Regions from separate parts of the Sus scrofa genome. Here region 1 is linked to region 2. The links are chromatin contacts, called in public Hi-C maps. All regions are on one chromosome and are shown on one strand. The core of a region is the stretch at or near the end of the contact, and the rest is flanking DNA. Distances in the headings are between cores, read along the strand shown.

The links. Hi-C and Micro-C count contacts between places; a contact is called where the count stands out from the background.
Region 1: a contact with region 2 is called in a Hi-C map of epiblast stem cells, with 2.2 times the contacts expected there. The contact joins two enhancer-like sites. A contact is called at or near these places in 1 of 5 promoter capture datasets (liver), 26 of 47 Hi-C or Micro-C datasets (adipose tissue, blood, brain and 12 more) and 2 of 2 datasets of contacts at active chromatin or transcription factors (alveolar macrophages and skeletal muscle).

The regions. Positions count from the first base shown.
Region 1 is chr6:145,105,815-145,112,253 of Sscrofa11.1, forward strand. No RefSeq gene overlaps it. Among named protein-coding and RNA genes, the nearest start is that of SERBP1, 78 kb to the right of the region's middle. Within about 2 kb of position 2,852, at least 12 of the 83 cell types and tissues checked have an H3K27ac peak or open chromatin away from gene starts, as enhancers often do. A contact at or near this core is called in epiblast stem cells, where this site is marked.
Region 2 is chr6:144,849,712-144,855,777 of Sscrofa11.1, forward strand. The region is part of intron 2 of GNG12 (guanine nucleotide binding protein (G protein), gamma 12); the gene reads left to right. Among named protein-coding and RNA genes, the nearest start is that of GNG12, 70 kb to the left of the region's middle. Within about 2 kb of position 2,515, at least 36 of the 83 cell types and tissues checked have an H3K27ac peak or open chromatin away from gene starts, as enhancers often do. A contact at or near this core is called in epiblast stem cells, where this site is marked.

The DNA.
Region 1 (6,439 bases), core at 1,602-4,101, 260 kb after region 2:
CACACATAAACATATTTTTTAGACACACACTCCACATACACATCTCTCTCTCACACAGATACCACACACATCTACCACACACACACACACACACACACACACACACACACACACACACAAAATGTGCATGCTGTGGATGGTGAAGCTGGGTTGAATTTACTCTTCTTGTCATCCCTGCTGGGAGGTAGGTGCTCCACTGATGGACACTGTTAACCCTGCTACGGTCAGTGGGCCAAGGATTCAGTCCTACCAGGTTTAACCACACGACTGATCAGCCCTTTTTGGCTTCCTGGGGAGAGAATTCACTCCAGGCCAACAAAGATGGTCATCTTCCTTCTGCAGCCAAGCTCTTCAGCCTCTCCTCACAGCTAGGTTTTCACCATTGTTTTGTCTCTTGACACAGAGCTGACTAATGTGCCCAGAAAATTCCCTTCTGAGGTCAGCTTTGACATAATTGTCATTGTCAACAATGACAATTATGATGATTGCTGACTTCGTTGACTGAGAGGTTACCACGTCCCAGGCACCTCAGCAAGCTGTGTGATTTATCTAGGGAGAAGGAAAGTGAGAACTATCACAGCCTTCGGGACTGTACTGTATTGTATGCAAATAGCAGTAAATACTTCAGAGTATTGCCCTGGGTCAGGCACTGTTCTAAGTGCATTACATGTAATCCTCTCATTGTTACCCACACCACAGTGCTATACGGTAAATACCTATGTTCTGCCATCTCACAGACCGGGAAACTAAGACCCACGGAGGCTAAGTAACTTGTCAAGGGCACACAGCTAGAAAGTCTGTAGCTGGAATTCTGACTGAGACACTCAGGCCCTAAAGTCCATGTTCTTCCTGCCACAGTGGAAACGGTGTCTCTAGGCCTGAGGTCTTACTTGTCCCCGCATCTCAGCTCCCAGCACTGTACCTGGCAGAAATACATGCTTCACATGTGGTCACAGAGGAAGGAAAAGAAGTGAAAGAGAGGGAGGGAGGGGAGTTCCCATCATGGCTCAGTGGTTAGCGAATCTGACTAGGAACTATGAGGTTGCGGGTTCGATCCCTGGCCTCACTCAGTGGGTTAAGGATCCAGCATTGCCAAGAGCTGTGCTGTAGGTTGCAGACTCGGCTCGGATCTGGTGTTGCTGTGGCTTTGGCATAGGCCAGCAGCTGCAGCTCCGATTAGACCCCTAGCCTGGGAACCTGCATATGTCGTGGGTGCAGCCCTATAAAGACAAAAAAAAAAGAGAGAGAGGGAGGGAGGACACCCACTTCAGAGACACACCCCCACAGGGCCTGGGGCCTGTTAGTAACCAGTGGTCTTTTCTGAGAGAGAGGGCTGAGGGATGGGTCTTTGGAGGTTTGCTTTTGTGAGCTGACTGCCACAATCCCACAAAGGGAGAACCCTTTGCAACTTCACCATCAGGCCCAAGAACAGAGCCTGTCCGAATCCGCTCAGGAGCCCCATAGCAGGCTTAAAAGACCCTCCAGGGAGTGCAGAATATGGGGAGCACAGAAGCATTGCTCGGTAAGGAATGGTTACTGCTGGGTCCACGCTCCAATTTACAGTATTTTCTAATATGTGTAAGGAAGTACTTAGACCTGGAGATGGCAAGGAACCATGGTGATGCAGAGCAAAAGCCAAACTAAGTTGTACAACCAACCGGCCCTCTATTTCCTCAGGGTTCCAGAATCAGTCATACCTAATTCACATAGGTATCATGTTTTATAGGAGTTATTTGTTTATATCTGTATGTCCTGCCAGCCCAAGTGTTTCCAAGGCACAAGAACCTTGTTACTCATCCTTAGCCCGGTATAAGTGGTTAAAAATGTGAGCTGGGGAGTCAGATTACCTGAGATAACATTAAGGCTTCATCATTTACTGTGTGATGCTTGACAAATTACTTCTCTGAGCCTCTCTTTTCTTATTTGTTGAATAGGAAGTCATGCTAATGTTTTCCATAAGGGGACATCACCAGCTCCTGAGCAAAGATCTCTGGCTGCTGCCTCAGGAGGAATTGCACCTGGGAAAAGGCTTACTGGGGTGGGAGGGAGGAAAAAGAATTGCATCGAAATAGGATTCTGCTGCATTAGTTCATGAAAGTTTGATGATTAAGAGAGAGAGTTAGGTAAATGGCTTAGCACAGTGGCATGTGACAGAGACTGTTTCTAGTACCTACACTCTCCCTCTTTCTTTAGTAATCATGTCACCAGTTTTAGTGGGGTGTGTGGCTGGTTTTAGGAAGACCGGCTCTGGAGAACTGTGAAGAAGTGGTGGGGTGTCCATGGAGGGCAGGGGGAAATGTATCCCCTTGGCCATGGCCAAGGTCAAGGTGAGAGGAATACTGAGCACTCTGTTGGTGGTGGTGGAGAGGAGTCGGGAGCATCAGGGTGTTTCCAGGGCAGCATCAGCCAGACCTTATGAATGACACAGGGAGAGAGGGAGGTAGGTGAGAGGGAGGGAAGAAGCCCGAGGACACCCGGGTTTGCAGCATGGTGACTAAGTGTGGGGACTTAGCCATGAATAACTTGCTGAGCTAGAGAACGGAAGAGGAGGAACAGGTTTGGGAGGCAGGTAAAGAGTGGAGTTAAGGACACACTGGGTCGAGGGGGATGTCCCATCCAGATGTCCGGCTCAGTTCCTTTGTCCACTGCCTCTGTGGAATGGAGGTGTTTCATCACCAACACGAGCCCAGAGAAGGGTTTTGCAAAGAGCCGGTGAATGTTCTGTGCCTGGAAGATCCAAACAGCCCTGAGACAGCAGCTTTCACACACACACAGCTCACAGCCAGCCCTCGGGCAGCTCCCCCTGCCCTTCTGGGTTTGCTTCCAAGCCTGCAGCTCAGCCTAGCCTTGCCCCGCCCCAGGCTCCCTGGGTGGAAAACAAAAGGTGTGTATCCACAGCACAGAACGACCATACCCACCCTATCAGCAATGGTGCTGTGAAACGTTTGGTCACAGTAAGCAAGTTTTGGTTTTACCGCAGAGCCCTTTCCGTGAAAATAGCTAAGGCAATAAGGTTGAACTGTGCAGCTAACGATGGAGTCCTCTCTCCATTGCTGTTCTGCTCCCTGCAGACATTTCCTGTAATTCTAGTTTGCACCAACTCCATGCGGGCTCTTCCACGTCTTGGAAAACTACAAAGGTCCTGAAACAAGTATGCTACCCAATCTCCTGACCTCAGACCAGGAAGGTCAAACTGCAAGGATGGATGACTTGCTTTCACAGCAGGGAGTTTTTTAAGAGGTGACCTCAGCCACCTTGGAGACACAGGCCTGCGTTTAATCAACGCTTGTTGGTGCCTGTCACTACACAAAATCCTGTGACTGTATTATCTTATTTAATCCTTAGATCCAAACAACAAAGCAGGGAAGATGAGGCTCAGAGAAGGTGAGGCACTTGCCTAATGCTGCCCAGCTAATAAATGCTGGAGGTGGGATTCCACTCAAACCTGTTTCGCCCCAGGTCTCGATGCCTGACCATTAGGCTGAACCACCCTCCACCATCAGCCTAGGATTTCCTCCCATTATTGATAAGACCAGAGTTAGCATTGCTTTGTCCTTTAGTTCCAGGTCCTCGAGCTCAGTGTGCCCTATTTTTCATGTGTGGTTTTTCACGTGGGGGCTGTTTTACCAAAAGGAGCGTTTGGTTTTCCACCATCTACCCACTGTTAGAAAAGGAAAGGTCTTGGCCATGAGGAAACTCAGAAGAGGTGTCTCTGGACCTACTTGCTCTCCAGGAAATGATGAGTGGGGTCGACAGTGGGGCTCTGGTTTTACTGCAGAGCATGGCCACTTGGTGAGCTCTTTGTGCAGGTGATCCTTGCGCCTAGATGAGGGCCTAACAGTCTTAAAAAAGAAAAGCTATCTATTTGGATCCACATTCATGTACTTTTTTTTTTTTTTTTGTCTTTTTTCTTTTTTTTTTTTTTGTCTTTTGTTGTTGTTGTTGTTGTTGCTATTTCTTGGGCCGCTCCTGCGGCATATGCAGGTTCCCAGGCTAGGGGTGAATCGGAGCTGCAGCCACCGGCCTACGCCAGAGCCACAGCAACGCGGGATCCGAGCCGCGTCTGCAACCTACACCACAGCTCACGGCAACGCCAGATCCTTTAACCCACTGAGCAAGGGCAGGGATCGAACCCGCAACCTCATGGTTCCTAGTCGGATTCGTTAACCACTGCGCCATGACGGGAACTCCTCATGTACTTTTTATAAAGCAAATCTGGGATATGCATGTTTAGAGTTGTGAGGTGAAATAAACAGGAAAGGATGGAAATGTCTAGAAGAGACGTTGATATTTCTGTCTTCTCTCTGAATTGTTTCTGTATCCCCTGAGCCTCCCTCTTCCTTTCTCTTTGTTTGTCTCCATCACTATCTTTTCGGGTAGACACTGGGTCATCAGGATGGAAGAGGCTGTGGTGTTTACAAGGATGGTAGAGGAAAAAGCGAGGTAGTACCCCAGCTTTAAACATTTCAGTCCAGAAGCAGCACTTCTGATCAAATTTCACTGCCTAGAGCTAGTTCCAGGGCTGGGGAAAATGCTCTCTCCTTGTGCCCAGGCAGGAGAGGAGAGGGGACCTGGCGCACTGTGACCTCCATCACTGAGATTTTCCTTTGTTGTTTACTGATGCTTATTTGTTGACGTGATTAGGGACAAGGGGAATTCTGATAAGATTCAATGGCAATGGTACAGGGTTGTTTGTGACGGTTTTTTTTTTTTTTTTAACTTTGTGAAGGTGTGATTTATAGATCATGAAATTCACCCATTTGCAGTGTACAATTAAATGATTTTTGGTAAATTTAGCGCATTGTGCAACTAGGTGGTGGAAGAGTTTTTTAATCTCCTTGAATCCCACCACTAAAACATTTACAGCCTCTAGGTGAGCAAAACCAAAAACTCAACAGACAACACCAACACCTACTACCAAACCTGGCAAGCAGTGTCTCCTCGAACTTCAAAATTAGAGTGAGTGAGAACAAGTTGCTAATTATTGCATGACCCATCTGATATCAGAAACTGCAGAAGGAAGAGAAGCAAAGGTTAACGGGCTTCTGATGCCCCTGCCCCCTCTCCCAACCACCAAAGGAGCTGACTGGAAAGTTCTACGGGCCATTTGGAGAAAGAGGCAAAGCTGGAGTCTGAGTTTGGGAGAGGTTCTGATGCATGCTTGAGTACAGGGAGCCTATGGGAAGATCTGACCATGCTGGAGGAGCCTGTGGGAGATCTGACCATCCTGTAGTCCAGCGTCGGGGCCCTGTCAATTCTTTTTTTTTTTTTTTTTTTTTTTATCTTTTTTAGAACCTCACCCATGGCATATGGAGGTTCCCAGGCTAGGGGTCAAATCAGAGCTATAGCCACTGCCCTATACCACAGCCACAGCAATGCCAAATCGGAGCTGTGTCTGAACTACACCACAGCTCATGGCAATGTCAGATCCTAAACCCACTGAGAAAGGCCAGGGATCAAACCTGCGTCCTCATGGATGTTAGTCAGATTTGTTTCTGCTGAGCCATGATGGGAACTCCCCTGTGAACTCTTAAAGCCAACGAGCCAAAGCACTCTTCCAGGATGAAGCCCCACCTTGAGGAGAAAATGCTGGAAGTATCATCCAAACTCAGCAAGACAGGGAAAGGGGCAAAGAAAAGGTGGTATCAAAATAAAGGGTTGGGAGGGGAGCAGGGAAGAGGAATTCAGAACATATGAGGTCATATTTATAGTTACTTCATGAAATCACCAGAAGGGGATGCTGTAGACTGTGAAACTAGAAAAGATTTTGCCATTTTTAACTTCTGAAAATAAAGTGAAACATTTCACTAAAAAAAAAAAATGAGGAGTTCCTGTCGTGGCACAGCAGAAATGAATCCAACTAGGAACCATGAGGTTTTGGGTTCGATCCCTGGCCTTGCTCAGTGGTTGAGGATCTGTCATTGCTATGAGCTGTGGTGTAGTCACAGACGCGGCTCGGATCTGGCATTGCTATGGCTGTGGCATAGGCTGGCAGCTATAGCTCTGATTAGACCCCTAGCCTGGGAACCTCCATATGCCGTGGATGTGGCCCTAAAAAGACAAAAAAAAAAAAAAAAAAAAAAAAAGAGCCACAGGAAAGGACTGTAGTCAAGTCAAATACCAATGACATTATTATAAGAAAAAAAGAATAAGAAACAGAATAATATCACTACAGACCATGAAAAATACCAAACAAATGATGAAAATTGAAATTTAATATTTCAAAATGAGTTTTAAAAATAAGAAAATCATAGAAACTATAAAAGACAACATAAATCAGAAAGGGGAAAATTGGAGTTCCCTGGTGGCACAGCAGGTTAAGAATCTAGCATTATCACTGCTGTGGCTCTGGTTACTGCAGTAGCACAGGTTTGATCCCTGACCCAGGAACTCCTGCATGCTGAGTTGGCAAAAAAAAAAAAAAAAAAAAGAATGAGGA
Region 2 (6,066 bases), core at 1,265-3,764:
CAGATTAGAATTTGCAGGACGCTTTTTTCCTTGTGATAAATGGCTTCATGAAGACGCATTCAGATGGAAGAAGTTCTCACTGTTTTGTTCAAGAAAGAACAAGGAACATTTAGTAGCGTGTTTGCTTATAAATACCAAACTGTAGCATATGTGAAAGCCAGCTACATAACTCAACCAAACAGCTTTCTACTTTTTTTTAGGCATCAGCTCATTTCCTTGTTAAGATTTGGGTAAGTGATTTTGCCACTCGATTAGAAGTTTATGTATTATTTTTACAAGTCCCACGGAAATATGCAAACATAGCTATATTTAGCCAGATGCTTTAAATTCAGATCAGTTTATTTTGTGATCTTTCAATAAAAACACAGAGTGGGTACCTTCGTGGCACCCAAGGAGGTCTTGGAAGGAGACATGGGGGAGGAGGACAGAGCCACAGCTGCAAGAAGATGACCCAAACTGCAGACTGAGGCTTAGGCAGGGCAGAGAGCTGGCCTGCAGCAGAGCAGGGATTCCTGTTGAGGAGGTTTGCTCCCTGTGACAGGGAAATGCCTGCAGTGGTTGTTTTGTTTTGGTTTTTTTGCCTGCATTTGTTGAGCCGTTTCTTCCACGGGTCCTCTGGGATCCTGAGCCAGCAGAGTTCCTGTCCCCTTTGCTTGTTACTGACCAGGTGCCCTGCTGCATCAAATGCCGGGTTTGTGAAGAAGGGTGATAACATCATTCGCTGGGGGACTGACTCTGAAGTTGGTGTCATTCATGCCTGGACACATTGATGGACAAATGATCCAGGGGAGCAGGAAACCTACTCTTGCTGACTTACCTCTGTGGATAGTCATTTCAGCAGGAATCTTCCTTGATGTGAAATATGGCTGGGAAGCCAGAAAGACGAGAGGGGGCAGGGCAGCGGTGCCACTTCAGTTGGTTGGTCAGCGAGGGTTTATGGAGCATCTGCCCATGCACTGGGGGCAGGATGAAAAGGGAGCAGGATCTCCTGCCCTCTTCCTTGCCCAACCCCGGAGCCCACTCCCCAAGGGAGAGCTGAGCCATGTGGCCTTAGAGAACCCACCCCTGCTCCCCCGCCGCCGCCGTCCTTCGGTGCCCAAGGCTCACGGGACCCCCGTGTCAGCACATCCTCAACTCACAGCACCTACCCCAGAGCTAATGGTGGTTGTGAAGCCGAAGCCTCAGGACCTCCTACTGGCAAGAACCCCGTGTGTGCTCTTCCTAATTTCATATTCTTTTTCTAAAGAGGCCCCCAAATTGTATGAGGCTCAGGAGCCACAAAAACTGGGACTGTCCCCAGACCTGGGAGAATTGGCTCCGGGTTTTTTCGCTCCAGCCTGTGCTACTGGCACCAAGATGCTAAAACTCCAACTTGCTTCCTGTTCAGGGACAGGCTTTGCATGTGTGAGAGTGTGTGTGTGTGTCAGTCAGTCTGTCTGTCTGTCTCCTCTGCTGCAGCTAGATCCAGCTAGAAGCAAGTTCCCACCCAGAGCTCCTGACCCCGTGACTGAGGGGAGGGAGGCCCAGCCAGGGGTTGCTGTCTGGGCTCCTTCCTGGCCACCAGACACCCTCCCTGGGTGGAAAGGTCCCGGTCCCTGCAGGAAGGCAGGGCCTGCGCTCTCAGGCCTCCTGTGGCTTTGTGGTTGCTGGGAGGGAGGCCCTGCAAAGGGGCTGGGCAAAAGGAGCCAGCCCTGCATGAGGCATCAGCTGGCTAAAAAAGGCCAGTGGAAAATGCTTCTTTAAAAAAGGGGTGGTGGTGGGGGAATATCCTTGAAACTGGATCAGCTTTGGCAAAACCATCACTCTGATCTCAAGTCTTGGGAGAATGGCCGGCCAACCTACAGTACAGGGCTGTGCTGATCAAGTGTGCCGGCTGCTCTTAGCCCATCACTGTGTCTCTTTCCTCTTATTCCGCACAAGCGCTGGCTTGCTTTGCTAATCAGTCAGGATTAAATGTATTGAGAAGCAGTGAGAGGGGAAAGGCTGTTTTTATACATGAATATCTTTCTGACACTATGCAAAAGAATATCCAAGTTTATAAATCATTCTCTCAGTCAAATGCTGGCCAACTTTCGCCCCCTGGTGGAGAAGTGGAGAACTGTTTAAAAATGAGCTCTCAGGCTTCCTCATTGTTCTGACTGATAATCTGCAAAGAAATTGTCATCCTCTGATAAGTTACGACAGTAAAAGGGGCTGGATCGATAAGGGCTTGGGACTTGGGGGTGTTTTTTCCCTTGAAACTGTTTCTAAACTTAAGAGTTAATTTTATTTTAAATCTGTAAAGAGTAAAATAGTTAAAATGCCACTAGTTTTAAGGCTCACACATATTAAACTGCAGTAGACTTTTTTGGCAAAACTTTGCCACCACGCTAACTATGGCAAATCTTTACCACTCTGTAGGCTTATTTTACTCCTTGAGATTGTGGCAGAGACGTAAAATCAACCAGAGAATAGGCATTTCAACCACCAACTGGATATCTCTTAGTGATGCTAATTTACAGACTCCAGCTCACAGCCACCCATGTTGAAATCCGCTTTAGTGATGCTAGTTTAAATCATTTGTCTCAGTTCATTTACACTTATTACTAACACCTGCTAGAAAGTCACTGTTGGGCTAACTAGGTAATAGTTATTTGACTACTACTTCCTACACATTTTATGTATTTTTAAATGTAAAATGCAAAACAGACTTAAAAGGACACTGGTTCAAATATAAAAACAGTCCCAGGAAGTTCCTTAACAGTAGGTTAAGGATCCAGCGCTGCTGCAGCTGTGGCACAGGTTCAGCCCAAGAACTTTCACATGTCGTGGGTGCAACCAAAACCAAAAACCTTTCTATATATGTCATCTTCTGTTGAAATATGATTTTCACCTTTATCAACCCTTTGTTAATTACTCAACTGCTTTTAATGACTGGATCTGACCCAATTGTTTAGTTTACATTGTGTCTTCAGTCGTAAGAGCTTTCACAATGGAAACCTCATCTGCTATCTTTTGTTCACCAAGTGATAGTTCACATCCCTGATGAATGTTTATCATCACCATTGTCCTGGATCTCTGCCCCCCAATGGAGGGTGCAGCCCATTGTGTTTATATTAGTAACTTTTTTTTTTTTTTTTTTTTTTTGGTCTTTTTAGGGCTGCACCCGCAGCATATGGAGGTTCCCAGGCTAGGGGTCTAATCGGAGCTGTAGCTGCAGGTCTGTGCCACAGGCACAGCAATGCCAGATCTGAGCTGCAGCTCATGGCAGCGCCGGATCCTTAACCCACTGAGCAAGGCCAGGGATCGAACCCCCAACCTCATGGTTCCTAGCCAGATTCGTTAACCACTGAGCCACGATGGGAACTCCTAGTTTCTTGCCTTTTGTCTCACTCTGACAAAGTCCAGAGGAGGGCATGGGCCTAGGGGCTGGACTTTCTGCTGGCCTGGCCACAGCCCACGGCCCAGGCTGGTTGCTCTTGTTCATGAACCCCCACCTCCTTGCCTGTGGTTGCAGCCACCATCCTGATGATTTGAGAAGATACACACACACACCCCTTTCTCCGTTCTTGGGCATCTGTCCCCTTTCCACTGTTGAAACCAGCCATTACTGTTGAGACAGCCTGATTCGTTAATGATCCCTTGATATTCAGGTAACTGCCAGGCCAAGCAACATCAGAGTTGGTGTGTAAGTTCCCCCGAATTTCAGGATATTTTCGTTATTATTCACACAGGGTAGCTCCCTGAAGTTCAGACTCTGCTGACTAGGACAGACAGAGGAGAGAAGGGCCAACTTTAGAAATGGCTGTTTGAGCCTGGTCCATATATGAGCAATAGAGGAGTTCGTGTTTTTAGTAAAGGGCAGCGTTTTGCAGACATTTTGAGGATTGTTGTGATAAGTGCGAGGAGATGGAACCGGGGGTGGGAGCTCCAAAGGCTGGACCCTTTTTCCTTTTTTCTTCCTCTCCCCCCAACCCCTCCCCACTGCAGCCACATCACCTCAGTGTCTTTCTCAGCACACCAGGCTCTTGCCCACGCCCCCTGGAGTGCTCCCTCCTGTTGCTTGATGCAGGGTTATTTCATAGCCCGTAGCATAATATGCATTACTGTGTATATCTCTTTACACAAGAGCTTAATGTCAGCACCCAGAAAAATACTGGCGCAGGGCAGACACTCAGTGGAGATTTCCTGAATGAAGAAATGCACAAACAAAAGAATCAACAAGAGAACAGACAGGCAAATGTATTCAGGATCAATCACGAGAGGAACAGCGATATTTGTGGGGTTTTTATGATTTTTATTTTTTCTGTTATAGTTGATTTATGGTGTTCTGTCAATTTCTACTGCACAGCAAAGTGATTCAGTCATATGTATATATATTCTTTTTCTAGCATTATCCTCCATCATGTTCCATCACAAGTAATTAGATATAGTTTCCTGTGTTATATAGTAGGATCGAATAGTACTATTTGTAACCATACTTTAAGATGAAGTCTATTGAAACAGCAATGCAATATTACTTTTGTCTCCCTAAATGATAATAGATCTTCTAATATGCCAGTGTGTTAAGGCCGCTTGTCAATTGCAGGACTCCAGATTGCCAGGAGCATCTTAGAAAAAGTTGTTAATATCATATCCTTAAATATAGACATTAAAGGAGAAAGGCCAGTGATGGTTGGAAGGAAGAAAGAGAAAGAGCTCCATTTTTGGAATTAAAGCAAAATTATGAAACAGCCCAAGATTCCACAATCAGGAAATGCCTATGCAAAGTGGAATCTTACCACAATCATTAAAAACCACATGTATTCACCTCTATGGGCCCAAAGTACAAAATCTGAATCTGATCAGGAAGAAACATCAGACAAACCCAAATGAGGGAGCATTCTACAAAATAACTGGCCGTTACTCTTAAAAATATTAATACCGTGAAATACAAAGGAGGACTTAGGAACTATCCCAGATGAAACGTATATGACGGGTGAGTACTGTGTAGAATTTTGGTTTTTCTTTTGCTGTAAAGGACGTTTGGGGGACAATTGCAAAAATCTGAATAAGGCAGTAGATTAGAAAATAGCTGTGTTATCGATTGCAGCGAGGCTGTTTAAAAGAACTCCTTATTTGTAGGAAATGCGCACTGAAGTATTTAGGGGTAAAAAACATCCTCTCTTTTTCCCTCTTTCCCTTTTGGATGTGGAGTGCAGGGATTAAATATAGTAAACTGTTGACATTTGAGGAATCCAAATCTGGGCAAAGGGTATCAGAGAATTCTTTGTACTGGTCCTGCAGCTTTTCTCTAGGTCCAAAATGATATCAAAATAAAAGTTTTAAACATGATGCTTAGGCGTTCCTGTCGTGGCTCAGTGGTTAACGAATCCGACTAGGAACCATGAGGTTGTGGGTTCCATCCCTGGCCTTGCTCAGCGGGTTAAGGATCTGGTGTTGCTGTGAGCTGTGGTGTGGGTTGCAGACGCGGCTCGGATCCCACGTTGCTGTGGCTCTGGTGTAGGCGGGTGGCTATAGCTCCGATTAGACCCATAGCCTGGGAACCTCCATATGCCATGGGATCGGCCCAAGAATGGCAAAAAGACAAGATAAATAAATAAATAAATAAAAAATAAAGCCGATGCTTATGAAGAGCTTATAATCACCAAGGGGAATACCATTGCTGAAAAGAAGCAGAACATAACATTGTATAATAGGGCGTGGGTTTCGCTACCTTAGAAACCCCCTGAACAAAGAGTAGAAGGAAATAGAGCAAAGGTGTTAAGTTGTGTTACATGTATTTTACACATTTTTTTTTCTCAATAGCATATCTTTCTTCAAAAATAAGGGCAAAGCCAAACCTCTCAGCAAAGATGATGGCTAATTCTCAAAGAAAGAAGAGCTGAGTGAATCTTAAATCTTGCTCTCGGTGTCTTTACACGTGTCTTTACTCATCCTGGCACATGAGAAGGATACCCTATATGTACAAATGTGTACACACACACACACACCCCTACCCCCCCGCCCCAGGACCACACTTGAGGCGTATGGAAGTTCCCAGGCGAGGGATTGAATTGGAGCTGCAGCCGCCAGCCTATACCACAG